Regions from separate parts of the Mus musculus genome. Here region 1 is linked to region 2. The links are chromatin contacts, called in public Hi-C maps. All regions are on one chromosome and are shown on one strand. Each heading gives the region's core, a stretch centred on a gene start, on an enhancer-like site or on the middle of the called end of the contact. The rest is flanking DNA. Distances are from core to core; before and after follow the strand shown. Region 1 overlaps Aff3 (AF4/FMR2 family, member 3). Region 2 overlaps Aff3 (AF4/FMR2 family, member 3).

Evidence for each region. Hi-C and Micro-C count contacts between places; a contact is called where the count stands out from the background.
Region 1: a contact with region 2 is called in a Hi-C map of 3T3-L1-derived adipocytes, with 5 times the contacts expected there. The contact joins two enhancer-like sites. A contact is called at or near these places in 5 of 39 promoter capture datasets (the 3T3-L1 cell line, the C10 cell line, the HPC-7 cell line and 1 more), 9 of 484 Hi-C or Micro-C datasets (the 3T3-L1 cell line, 3T3-L1-derived adipocytes, cerebellar granule neurons and 4 more), 1 of 115 datasets of contacts at active chromatin or transcription factors (embryonic basal ganglia) and 1 of 9 other capture datasets (embryonic stem cells).

What each region holds. Positions count from the first base shown.
Region 1 is chr1:38,541,174-38,547,785 of GRCm38.p6, reverse strand. The region is part of intron 1 of Aff3 (AF4/FMR2 family, member 3); the gene reads left to right. Among named protein-coding and RNA genes, the nearest start is that of Aff3, 83 kb to the left of the region's middle. Within about 2 kb of position 2,050, at least 40 of the 459 cell types and tissues checked have an H3K27ac peak or open chromatin away from gene starts, as enhancers often do. A contact at or near this core is called in 3T3-L1-derived adipocytes, where this site is marked.
Region 2 is chr1:38,396,568-38,403,792 of GRCm38.p6, reverse strand. All of the region lies in intron 5 of Aff3 (AF4/FMR2 family, member 3), which reads left to right. Among named protein-coding and RNA genes, the nearest start is that of Gm16150, 180 kb to the right of the region's middle. Within about 2 kb of position 4,987, at least 18 of the 459 cell types and tissues checked have an H3K27ac peak or open chromatin away from gene starts, as enhancers often do. A contact at or near this core is called in 3T3-L1-derived adipocytes, where this site is marked.

The sequences.
Region 1 (6,612 bases), core at 801-3,300, 150 kb before region 2:
ATGGGTGAGTGGGGTCCTGAGTCAGCCCTCTGTCCTCAGGGCAGGGCAGTGACCTGATAAGAAATGCCACGTGGCTTTAGTGTCAGATTGGTCAGATTTGCTTTACTTCAGATACCGGAGGCAGCTAAGCTTAGGTAATGAAAAGTTTTATTCAGCACAAAGTCTTGTATATTTCAATCCAAAACCAAGCGAGGCCATCAGAGTAGTCTCTGGTGAGGTGGAGTACCATGGTGGGAGCATGTATGGAAACAAAGTGCATACATCTTGAACCAGAGTTGAGAGAAGAGGGCTATTAATGCCTCCATTGCCCTTTTAGTGGCTGTGCTATCAATGACTGAAGAGCCCCTCTTTCCAAAGTTCCACTACCTCCTAGTAACACCACCTTGGGGACTAAGTCCTTCACGCATGGACCGAAGAGGACCATTCTAGTCACGCTCAAACCAGAGTAGATGCAGAGGGACACTTAACTGTCAGAAAGAAAAGCTAGGAGACGCATGGGAAGGCCCCTGGGGTCTTGGATGGACCCAGTGGTGATTATGGGTAGGGAGGTTCCAGTGGAGGAGAGCCAGCACCGCTTAGCTGTATCTGGTCTAGGGATTGACTGGACGTTATGATGAGCAGTGCTGGAGTCAGACATTGGTCAGGGGACTGTAATGGGAGGAAAGACTCAGTTAGCATGGCAGCCCCTTTGAGCCCCGGGGTAGTACAGGGAAGCAGAAGGGGGTTAGAAGTACCTCAGGCACCCAGTCAAGACAGTGTTAGCAGTAGGAGGTTGGGAAGTGATCCTGCCCATGGGTTAGCCCTGCAGGGAAGTAACGAGCTGGCCATGAGCAGCAGAAGCAGATCGTGCGGACAGGAGACCAGGCCAGGCGCTGGGGAGAGCCAACAAGTGTCAGAAACTGGCTGACAGGGAAGGGCCACGTGAGAGGAACAGGCAGGGAGAACTGCTCGCTTTCCCTTCTTAAAGACTGGTGTCTCAAATGCCTGAATATGTCTCTCTCAAAAGGCCAGGAAACCCCAAGACAGTGAGCACATGGGACAAAGTGAGTTTGTCTGTGGAATGTGGGCATGGGGGCAAGCTGCAGAGCTCAGAGGAGACAAATAGAATCTGGTTGGGTGGGGCAGGTAAGGGGGCAGTGTTGCAGGTCAGAAAATAGAGAGAGAATCTGCCTGGTTTGCCAGATGCTCTGTGACAAGGCTCTACACCCCGGTCCAGCTTTGTGGTGGCATGATTACAGCTTTATTCTCAGGGAATGTTACGTGTTTTCTGTCAGGGCTGGAGAGCATCAAAATGTTGTCCCTTATTTGTTCCCACTCTGTTGACCTACGAGGCTCCAGGTTAAGCTGATAAACTGCCCTGTGCAGAAACAGATCCTCTCCCCTCCCCTATAAGTAATTCAGCCATGCTGTCTATATGGAATTGTTGTCCTGTATGATCAGAAGGTATGTTGGTCCCGTGCATATTCTGTTGAAAGTCAGCTCTGCTGGATTTCACCCTGGCCATCAGCTAGTTCTGTGCCTGACAGGTAAATTAATTCAGGGCAGCAGGTAGAAGTAGCCTGAATTTATTCATTCCTTTGCAGAAAGCCTGCTCCAACCAGTAGGTGCGTATCTCCAAGGTGGTTCTGGGCAGGCATATCGAGGGGCTGGATTCAGGAGAGGACAGTGCATTCCTTAAGGGCTAACACTCAGTCTGCCCAGCTCTATGCCCAGGAGCCTGATCTACTTGGGAGATTCAACTTGGCCATCTTGATAACCTCAAACCTGAGGCGCCAGCTCAATGACCCAGAGTGGCTAAGACAGTGACTGTGTAGAAAAGCATCCTGGTTAAAACACAGGCAATGAATGCTGTGAAACTCGGCAGAGCCATAAGCAGCTCTTCGAGTTCCTAGAAGCTGAGATTGGGAAACATGCTGCAAAGTGAAGACAAATCTTAACTGAGCGTTTGCTGTAGGGAAACATGATTGATTGCCTCCAACATGCACAGCCCTGAGAGGAAGCAGCCTCCTCCACCCGCGTCAGCTCGGGCACCCGTGATTGATGGCAGCTCCGTGCTGCTGCCAGGGAGGGAGTGCTTGGAAATAGCATAGTAGGGACTTTGCAAGCCAGTCTCATTTGGCTAAGTTACTGCTTTTGTGAGGCTCGCCGCATCTTTATATTCTACCAAGGAGAAGATGGTAAATCAGAGTAATTGCTTCATCCCAAGGCACTTTTACACTGCGAAGGGAAAAGGTCCTGTTAAGAAACTCAAATTAACTTCTGCTGGTTAGACTATATGGAAAGCCTCTTTGAAAGCTGCTTGTCATCCAGCCTGGCAGTTTATTTATCATGGAACAATTCCATTAGCGCCTGACACTTGTTCTCATGGTATGGAGGCTTAGGCCTCCCTCAGGAAAAACATTTAACCCTTGGCAATGCAAAGCTGTCATTTATCTGTCACCTCTCTCTCTCTCTCTCTCTCTCTCTCTCTCTCTCTCTCTCTCTCTCTCTCTCTCTCTCTCTCTCTCTCTATCCACTGGAGGATGTTTACAAGAGAAATTCTAAAGTCTTCATTTCCAGGGACATAGAAATGGAGTTTGGACCCAGAAGATGATCAGTAAAAGCTTGGTGCAGCAGGTCCCCTTCCAGGTTGCAGCAGAAACCTCACCATGCGAGTTACAGAATGCTCTTATTACGTTGTTATGTAATTTCTAAGGAATTCCATATATGGAATTCCACCTCAACAGGATAAAATAGGGAAATGGATTATAACTCTTGCAGTCTAGAGTCAGTGAGGGGCTGATGTTGTCTTAATTGAAGTAATATGACTGTTTTTTGCTGCCGCTGCTGCTGTTGTTGTTGTTGTTTTGTTTTGTTTGGTTTGGTTTGATGTTTTGTATCCTTTTAAATTATTTTTTGCTTATTTTGTTTTTGACTACAGAATTTGTAAAATTGAGTCAATCAAGGGTGACTAGCAAATCTTAAAAGAATAGTCACCATTTGAAATTAACACCCTTCAGCCTGACATTTACTAACAAAGGATGGGGGTACCATTTGTCAAAGCTTGTCAGGGGGCTGTCCCCAGAGAGGCAGTGCAGTGGAGTCGAGGAATTCTATGTCTGGTGCCAGACTGCCGGGCTTCTAAGTGAAGAGCTTCTCCTGGCTGCCCGTGGGACAGGGCCAGTTAGCTATGCTCAGAGCCTCTTGTTTTCTTCATTGGAAACTAAGGATAATGGCTCTTGGGAGTTTCAAGATTATTAAATGAAATAATTCATGTGAGATCCATTTGCAGTAGCTGTCATTATTGGAAAATTTAATACAAATCAGATGGGTCTGGAGAATGGCATAGATCACCCCTAGGTTTACTTGGGGTTTTTGTGGGTGGTTCATCTGGGTGTGATATTATAGCTCTCTCAGAACGTGGTGTAGAGGAGACTCAGGTGTGCAATGCCTTCAGCGTCATCGTTTTTCTGCAAGAGCAATCAGAGGACCCAAGGCCGAGGTCTACAGATGCTCCCAGCAGAGCCCCTTAGGACTGAGGATAAGATGGAGCTACTCTCCATGGTTGGTGGCAAACGAGGAAGAGGGGGGTCCACTTATAGGGAGATGGTGGGCCGCGTGTGTAAGGCTGGCAGGATATGCGAAGTGAGCTGGGAGCTGAAATTGCTTTACTCAGAAAGAAGAAGCCGGGATAAGGGAGCAGAGACATCATAACGTTCTTGGGGGCTTGAAGAGACTGTGCGTTGTTGAACGGTTTTCTGTCCTTAGCAGGCATGTAACTACTGTCCTGGTCACCTTCAATACTGCCTTCAGAAACTCCCTTAGGACTATCACTGTCACCACCACTACCATCATCATAACCACTACTACCACCATCACCACCATTACCACAATCACCCCACCACCACCACCACGATCACTGTCCTAGTATAGCCCCCCTCATCACCACCATTACCACAATCACCCCACCACCACCACCACCACCACCACCACCACCACCACCACCACCACCACGATCACTGTCCTAGTACAGCCTCCCTCATCACCACCACCAGCCTCAACCGTATCACACAACTCTCACACCTTGCTCTATTCTAGTTTCCTTGATTTGTCTGACATTTCCAAGTTGGGATCCCTCCTTGTAGGAAAGCCAACATAGGAGCTCTAGCCACAGTCAGAGTGCAGACATTCTTCTGTGCTTGCTTGCTTGTTAGATTTCTCAACTCTTAGCCCGCGGAATGACAGTGTCCACAAATGGGTCTTCCCGCCAATCCAGACAGTCCCCCCCCAGAAATGCCCACTGGCTAGCCTGATCTAGACAATCTCTCACCAAAAGCCTCTTCTTAGGTGATTCTAGCTTGTGTTGAGTTGTGTCAGAATTGCCCAGCTCGCTCTCTCCCGGGATCATCACCATTCCATCCACAGGCTCACCACCTCACACACAACCCTTACCACCGTAAGGGGCTGCATCTGGGACACCTTCGTCTTTCTGCCAGACTGGAACTCTGGATCACCTTGTCTCTGATTGCTTCTTTTCACCCATTTAAGCCCGGCTGCCTTTCTGTCCACCAAGTCTGTAGATGGAGGGGATTTATGAATAACATCTCAACCATCTTGCTCTCCTTTCTTTTGAGACGGGATTCCGGGTCTTTTATTGTTTACTTTAGAAATAACGAAAGATGTAATTAGTTTGACTCATCAAATCTAAAACAATTGTTAAAAATTCGGGGCGTTTGATTAGACTCCTTTAATTATACACAGCGTCTCATGTTGCCGGCTGAGAGCAGCGGAGTTTTTGAGGCACCGCAGTCTCCTTCTTGCCACCAGTTGCTTCCCTCTCCCTGTTCACCTTCTGGGTGTTCATACCCATCAGTGTGCTGGCCCAGAGCTCAAAGTGTCTGAAAAATGGCCTCCGTGGTAGGCTGCTCAGCTATCTTTGATGGAGAATGGAAGAAGGGGAGAGCGTTCCCTGGGGTTCCTACATCCTCTGCTCTTGGGAGAGGCTAGAGAAACCTGCTCTGAGGAGAGCAGTCAGGACAGGCAGTGGGTAAACCTAGGCTGTGGGATTCTGAAAACAGAGTTCTAGCCAAGGAAGTCATGTTGCCTGCCAAGGGTGAAGGTCGCCGCCCCAAGCTCTGGAAAGCCCCCCGCCCCCAGCAGTGATCTGTGTTATGGACCACTCAGTGGTTTCTCTTCTACCCGACCCTCCTACGGGGCCCAGCTCAGAGCTTGTCTACATACCTGGTACCCACGCTGCTTATGAGTGAGCTCCTTCCTCCTTTCTCTCTTGTTCTGAGATCTTCTCAGCAGTAGGAAGGATTGGCCGTAGCCCCGAGTATTTCCCTCACATATAGAACTGAGGAGTTGGCTTTGGACTAAGCTGTCTTTCTGTGTTTGAAAGATATCCTCTTTAAATACATGGTTACCAGACTAATATCCCTAAAGGTCAGGAGATATGACTCTCGTCTCAACTCTTACCTAGTCCCTGCCATGGTTTGGAGATGGCATGAGTGAATTCCCGGAGGCCCCTTTGTTGAAAGCATGGTGCCTTGTGCTGTGGGGCTGGAACTTTTTGAAAAGGTGGCATCTAGTCTAGGTGTTCTCTGCATTAAAAACCACTCTTCTTTCCTAGACCGTTGAGTTGTAAGGGTGAGTTGAGGCATAAGTGGCATGGATGGTAAATCCTTTGGGTCTTTCTTATGAACCCCCAAATGATGCTATCTACTATGCTACAATGTAGCCAGAAGGCCATCACTGCTGATTAAAACCATCTGACCTTGGATGTTCAGCTTCCCAAACTGAAACAAAAACCAAAAGCCCCCATTTCTTTATAAGGTATACTGCCTCAGGTGTTTTGTTATAACAACAGCCAATGCTGTGAATGCTAAACCCCTAATTTGGAGACACACCGTAAGTTAGGATGATCTTTTTATAAAGAGCAAAACATGATTCCAGTCAAGGGCTGAGGTTGGCTCCAATATACCCTTTGCTGACAGCCACCTCCATGGGAAATGGCAGTTGGTTTGGAATGAGTGCTCCTATGTGGGTGGGCTACACGTGGGTGAGTGCTTGTCCTGGCCAGCTGAATTGGGTAGGTCAAGCACTGGGCTCAGCTGTCCGGGTTGGCTGCACTCATCAGCACCTTTTCTTCCAGCGAGCACAGTGTGGGAGAGACTGGGATAGGCAATGCTGTCAGCACCAGTTGTGACTGTTTAGGATCTGGAATTCTGTTGTCTGTTGCAAGTCTAGGATGCATGGTAATCCTGTGTGTGTGTGTGTGTGTGTGTGTGTGTGTGTGTGTGTGTGTGTCTGTAGGGCTCCTTAGAAAAAGATAATTTTCTGTTGTTTGGAAACTGGGAAAAATTGTAACTACTAACATACTTTTCTTCATTGTTCTTTTTGTATGGGGAATAGCTTCTTTGTTTCAACTATCCTATTTGTTTCTGTGTTTTCTGTTAATTCACCCTTGGCTTATGGACATGGTCTTGGTTTGTGGACACCTCCTTCTCTCTCGGTGGCGATGAGTAAAGTGCTTTGGACTTTGCTGTCTCTTCTGCATGTCCCTTTTTAAGGATCTAAGATGAGCGGTCTAACTCTTCTTCTAAATACCCTGCTCCATTTAGCTTCCTCATG
Region 2 (7,225 bases), core at 3,738-6,237:
AGTTAGGAAGTATGTAACGCCAGCAGGGACAGATTCTCAGGGATTTACATGACCCTACCATGTGCTGTATGACCTTGCTTGTGGTTCAGGCTGGTCTCACTGAGGAAGACAAATAGGACATTGACTGGGGAAATGAAGAGGCCCAAGCAAAGGAAACAGAAGAGCCTGGTGGAGGCCTGTGAGGACAAGGTAGCAAAATGACAAGAGAGCAGTGGATGGAGTTAGGGGAGCCAGATAGGGCTGGCCTCCCAGGCATGCTCATGCCCTATGGTAGGCAGCCATTAGGTTGGTGAAGAGGATGATATGGCCACATTATCAACTTCAGTTCCCTAGTCTCACAGACATGCAGGATGAAGAGGCAAGGAGAGTAGGAAGAAAGGGTGGAAGCCCTTGAAATGTGCAGAGGAGAGATGTTTAGGTACGCAGACTCTGAGCAATGGTGGCACTCTGGATTACTTTGTTTCAGTGAGACGGAGGAGATACAAATGCATTTTATAGACATGCTGTGTTGAGTTGACTTGAGACATCCAAGGAACAAAGACAGTCATGTAGATGAGGTAGCTCACAGCAGACAACTCAGCTAATAGGTAATAACAGGACAGATAAGGCCACATTTTCCAGGAGAGAGGCTGGAAACAAGAGAGCAAGTGCTTAAGGCCCAGGAAGGGAAGGTCCATCTGTGAACAGAAACGGGAAATCAGATTGAGCATAGGGCCGGGAGATGTTTAGAGGTATAGGGTGTCCGGTCAGTTCTCAGTGATTGAAGGAAGGAAGCTGGGCCATTCTGCTGCAATGGGGATTCCCACATGTGAAAATGCCAGCCCGTGTGACCACATGGTAAACCCACACAGGTTTATGGCTCACATTGCCAACCACATCTTTTAACTTGGGCTTCTGCGTTCTTTTATTTTTGCTGAGGTGACTGTTTTCAAGTCATTTGAATATTACCATACATTCTAAAGTATCATTACTTTTTTTACTCTTACTCAGAGAATTTTTAATCCTGGGACCTAATAAATCTGTGCGTAATTATAGAATTCTCTCAGCCGAGGGCGAAATTATCACCGAGTCCTGTAGAGATGGGCCGTGAGGGCCGACATATGCTCCAAGTAGGTAGTTCTGCAAGTCATGCTCTATCTTGCCTCCAAAGATCCAAGTGGAATAATACTTCGGTGCCTTTCAGAGCATCTCCCATTAACATAGAATGGCATTAACATTTGCTCAGCCAATAAAAGCCCTTTACAACATAATGGAAGGAGTGCAGGGCTGGGATCCAGGATATACAAGCTTTATATACAAGAAGGTTTTTTGTTACACTTTGCTGAGGGCATCCCCACTAAGTGCTGTGCCTTATAATAACAACCAAGGGGCCAATACTTGAGGTTCTGGTTTGAGTTTAGAGACCATTTGAGTGTGCAGTCTGAACAGACCCCATTCCTGGCTATCATCCCTAGTGTGAGTTATCCATCCTGGGTATACACATAGGGTTCCATACTACTGTTTATATGAAAGAGGTAAAGCATGCTTGTTTAAATTCTGAAGATCCATTTCCTGACTTTATAATGGAATGGCCTTCAGGCAAGTACAGGGCAGTCATTTTTGGTCCCCCCCCCCTTAATTTCCCAGAACACTGAAGCTCCCTGCTACACACCATCTCTGGAGTGATCTGTGCATGATAAACAGTGTCATATGGCTTGCGCATCATTAAAGCCTGTCACATGGCCAGGCTCCGGGTGGTGGGACAAGAGAGGCCTTGTACTCAAACATCTATGTGCTCCTTGCCCCAGATGAAAACATATTAGCTGCTCTGTGCCTACGGGAACAGGAGAGACAAAGAGATGACTTGTTCTGAGTGACTCGCTTGGGTCATTTGGAGAGCTGGCTCAGGTCACAGCTCCTCCACTGCAGAGCAGAGCTGCTTTTTATAAAAGTTTGTACTGCTTCTTTTATCTTTTTTTTTTAATTTGTTTCCAACCCTAAAGATTTAACTCATGACAAATTGAAGCCCACCAGTGACAAAAATCAACCCTGGGAGAACTGTCAAGGAATAACATTAATACACCCCATTGCTGATTATAGAAAAACCAGCCAAAATAAGCCTAATGTTTATATAGAGAGTTCACTAAACAAAACCTAGAATCTTATTCAAGGATAAGTTAGGGCATTTCATAGTGTTGCGTTCTTCTTGTTTTTGATCATCTGAATGTTAAGGACAGAAATTGCATGTGTTTTTATTTCATCTATAGATAAATTCTTCATTAAAAAAAAATCACCGTTAGTCCATTAGGTTGAAACTGGAAGCCCTGTGTAAAGGATTATATTCTTACCTACCAGAGGTGTCCAAGTGACTCACTGCAGGGCCATCTGGCTGCAGTCTGCATGCTGTGCTATGAGTCTAAAGGAGTTTAGTCTGTAAGAGAGGTGGGTCTGAACTAGTAGGCTTTGGGGTGACAGCTACGGGAACCCCTAACCCTGAGTTACGGAAGCTCCTTCTGAGCATGTCCTGCTTTGATTCTCAGTATTCTCCTTTCGCATCTGCTGCACAGTTAGGAATCATCCCATCATGTGCGGGATGGAAGGCTTTGTTAGATAACTCGGAAACCGTCAGCAGCCTGCCTTTAGCGTCTATCCTAGCAGGGGACGGTACCTCAGCCTGTCCATGAGTGTCTGTCAACATTTGCAGCTATGTCATTGGGTTTTCCTGACATACTTTGTGGATTGTGCCATTTGGTTATGGCAGCAGCAGTGAAAAATACTCCATTTATATATGTGTTCCATCCAGGAGGGGCAGAAAATACCTACAAAACAATAGATGCGCTCAGTGCCCTAGAGGCTCAGTGGGCAGGAGAAGTGATTTACTGGAAGACAAGCAGAGAGGAAACCTATGGAGATGTGCTCCTTTGAGAATCAGCCCTCCTTGACAGGTGGAGTGCCCAGTCCAGCCCCACCAACACAGTACAAGAGGCTAGGAGCTGGAGTATTGCAACAAGGGAGTGGTCTCACAGGCCTCCTCCTCACAGTGGGACTACACGCTGACATGATATAACCCATTCAAACTCTAGGGGTATCTTCTCCATCTTACCCTCTCTAAGTTTAAGGGGGTGGTGTCAGAAAAATAGTGCTCAACTGTGAGTCTCATGGAACAGAGAGTGAGAGCTCTTATCTGTACCCACAAGTGAGACTTCAGTTGCTATGTCTTCTGTATAAAGCAGAAAATATTAATGCATGCAAGACCACAGTAGGCAGCCAGACTTTAAAATGTACAAATCACCCTCAATAACATCACTTATTTTTACTACTACTTCTTCTTCTTCTTCTTCTTCTTCTTCTTCTTCTTCTTCTTCTTCTTCTTCTTCTTCTTCTTCTTTTGAATTGACAGTTTAAAAATAGTGTGTGTGTGTGCATTCTAGGGGAACTAGATTCTGGTGTTCTGTTGTGTAGTAGGATGATACATTATATATTTCAAAAACATTAGGGAAAGCATTCCAAATGCTTTTCACAACAGAGAAATGGTAGCTGTGTAAAGGCGCGGTGTGCCTGGACAGATTCGTGTGTTATGCAATGTTTGCACAAAAAATTTATTTTATTGCTAAGGATCACAGAGCCTTGTACCTGCCAGATATGTTCTGTGCCACCCAGCTGTGCCCCTGATCCACTCGAGTCGCCTTCTGCGTGGCCTTTGCTAGAGCACTCTTCTCTAGTACAGGTTTTTAAGGTGCTGGGGCTGGAACCCAGGGTGCTGCAAATGCTGGGCAAACATCCTACCACTGAGCCACATCCTAAGTTCCTACTCTCATTTCTCTTTATGATTTTTGTATTTAATAAAGAACATTTTTAAGTATATGTCTAGCAGCTGTATAGGTCACCAGATTTTGGAAACCTTTCAACAGGGCCTAGAGAGATGGTGCAAAATGGTTAGCAGAATCCATTGCTTTTCTGGATGGCCTGAGTGTGATTCCCAGCACCCACATGACAGCTCACAACCATCTGTGACTTCATCCCAAGGGATCTAGTCTCCATGGGACACACACACACACACACACACACACACACACGGTGCACAGACATACACGCAGGCAAAACACTCATATGCATCAAAAAATAAATAAAAGTTTCTTAAACTTTAGAGTTACTGTGTTGTAAGTCCTCCTTGAAAAGGTTTGCAGTCCTAATGAACAGACGTCTAGACATGAAAACGTGTGGCATGATGTCAACACTTAAGATGTGAAGCTGGATAAGATCACGCTTGCTCCCTCAAGTGTGTGAGTGAACTCAGTGTTGCACCAGCCCCCTCTGGGGCCCCACTTCATCTCCGCCTGGTGTTGTCATTCAGTTCTCACTCTGACCTAGAAATCCTGTCAAACAGATGGGCTTTGCATGTTGGTCCCAAGTACATGTCACCACGCCCTGTCCTAGTACCACGCTGCCCGGATCTCCCCAGAACGGCTGCCTGTGTTAGCGTGGGGACTGTGTGACCATGTTAAGGTCAGGCCGTCTTCCCCATCAGGCCCTGCTGCAGTGGCATACCCAGCAGCCAGCAGTGGAGGTTGCAGTGTGGGCCCCATGCCACGCAGCAGGGTCCCCGGGCTATGCTGGACTTGCCTCCCTTACTATGCACTCTCCCTTCAAGGAACTCGACTCAGCTCACTGTGAGCACTGGTCATACCCTGTCCTCATCAGTATTTCTTTGTCCTCAGTTCCCCAAGGGATCTTTTATTGGGGCAAGGGTGTTTGGGAGAGAACCCAGAGACCTACCAAGGCTAGATCACAATCCGCCACTGCCTTTAACCTTAGTACCCAAAGAGGCTCTTTTAGAAACATTTTCTGAACATCCCACTCATGGAACTCTATCACCTCAGTTGCTCTGTCCCTCTTCAGATGCTGTGCCCTTATCTGCCAGGCTTCTGGCACAGAGTAAGCTTTTCTACTGAGGAAGCATTTGGTGTGGCCAGCGTTTGGGAATGCCTGACTGGGCTGATCTGCTTGCTGTGCCACTGACCCCAAGTAAGTGTTTCACAGTCCCTGTACTTGGCAGACTAGCATCTCCCTTGGGTGTCGTAGGACCTGCTGGCTTCAGCTTCTCACGGTTCTGGGCACCAGGATAGCTGAGTGAACCGGGCAGAGACCCCACCTTCCTGGAGCCCTGTAATCCAGGCTGCTGATGCTAGACACTTGGCCATTCTTCCATGTTGCCCCTCCCTCCTTCCTTCTGGGCGCTCTCTTCCCACTTGGGACCAACCCTCTCCCATGCTCCCACACCCCATCCTCCACTGTAGCTGACTCAAGAGCTAGCAAGCATTTCTACTGCTTTGTAACCACTGTGTCTCCGGTAGCTTCCTGTATTCGGAGTACACGTGTAAGTGTTCCAAAGCACTTTGATCTGACTAACAACAACAACAACAACAACAACAACAAATCATAGAGACAAGGCGGGTTTTCTCCAGAGCTGCATTCCCTGGAGCTCCTCCCCAACTCCTAGGGAGGCTAAGCTCTCAGCAGCTTAGTTCCCACTTTGCCTTCTCTGCTGCCTGACTTTCGTTCCATACCTGTAAATCAACTTGTACTGAGAAGGTCACGACCCCACACATGCTCATGGGGGGCACAGGGATGATGCTCATGGCAGCACTTGTGGTCAAGTGCGTGTCTGGCATCTCTCCCCACTGTACCCTTTTTTAAGATTCCTCCTGGCTTTCATGTCCTCCCTTCCTCTAGCTATCTGGGATGTTGGTGGCTTTCATTATCTCCTCCTGTTATTCTCGTTGCTGATAGGTGCTGATGTATTCCTTGAACCCTGTTCTGTTTCCTGGATGTCATGCTCACCTGTCCGGCTATCCCCATTCCCACAGGTTTTTAACACCTCTACCTTAACCTTACCTCACATCTCTTAACACCTTTTCCTCCTGGGTGAATATTGTTGTCAAGTGGCTGCTAAAGCTATTGGATCCTTCTCTCCGCCTGCCTCCCTCTCAGTCAGTTCTTCTCCAAACAAGTTTTCATATTCTCATTCTCCCTCCCTCCTCCCCCTTTCTCTCCTTCCCCGCCCCCTCTTATTCCCCCACCTCCTGTCCAGGTCAGAGCACCACCCTTTCCAGCCTAGATTATTCCAGGAGGTTGCCCACTGACCTTTGGCATCTATCCCCTGTCTAACTAGCTCGCCACAGTGTGCACAGAACCAGCTTCCCAAAGCCTACATTTTACCAGCCTCTCCCAAGCTCAGGACAGCCAGATTCCTGGCTGTGATCTGCAATGCCCTGTGTTCTCAGCCCCCGTATGTTGGTCCAGCCATGTTTTCCCAGTCTGCACTTCAAACTTTAATTCCTTCTCTGCAAGACTGTCACCACCTCTGGCTCTACCCCTGGGTCCTGCCTCGATTACTTACCTTCAGGCCACAAATTCAGCTGACTGACTCCTTTTTTTTCCCCTTGATGCAGCATTCTCTCTAGGAACCTTTCTCATTCCCCAGATCCGAGATAGCGGCTCCTAGTCTGTGATCCCAAGAACCTGTGTTCACTTTCTAATACCCGTTACCTGGGAGCCTTTCTTATCTCTCACTGGTCCATCTGCGTTGACGAGCCCATAAGAGATGCTTAATAAATGCTGAGCAAGTGTATAAGGAGGCATGCATGAATGAATGAATGAATGAATGAATGAGTGAATGAATGCTTGTTACTTGTTCCTGATCTTCATACTGTCTTCCAGAACTATAGCAAAAACACTTGAGGTGGTTTTTCCCTTAAAACATTACTTCTCTGGGGACTACCAGCACCGCCGTATCACACACCACATGGTAAACAGAGATGAAAGTTTACTGCCAGTGATTGGTGGTCAGAAGTGGAAGAGAATCTGGCTGTTACTGCAGCACATCAGGAAAGCCTGGGCCTTTTGTATCTGCCGCCTGCGTCTTGATTGTCTTTTATGAGATTGGGTTTTTCATTTTGATAGATAATGAATTTTACAAGTTGGAGAAATCAAGATAATAAGTTTGCAAGGATAATTTGGTTAATTAGCATGTTGCTACTGTAGAATCAAGGGCTGCAAGTCAAAGCGATTTCACTGCTAATGTGGTCTATGCAAAACGTCTCTCAAAAAAATTAAAACATCCACCCAGAGTGATCAGCTCAAGGCTCATATTTAAAACTTGTATTTATTATGAAAACCACACACAGTGTTCTCTGTTACTTTTTTTTTTTCCAAATTGAGGGTTGTGGAATTACATTGATTTGAT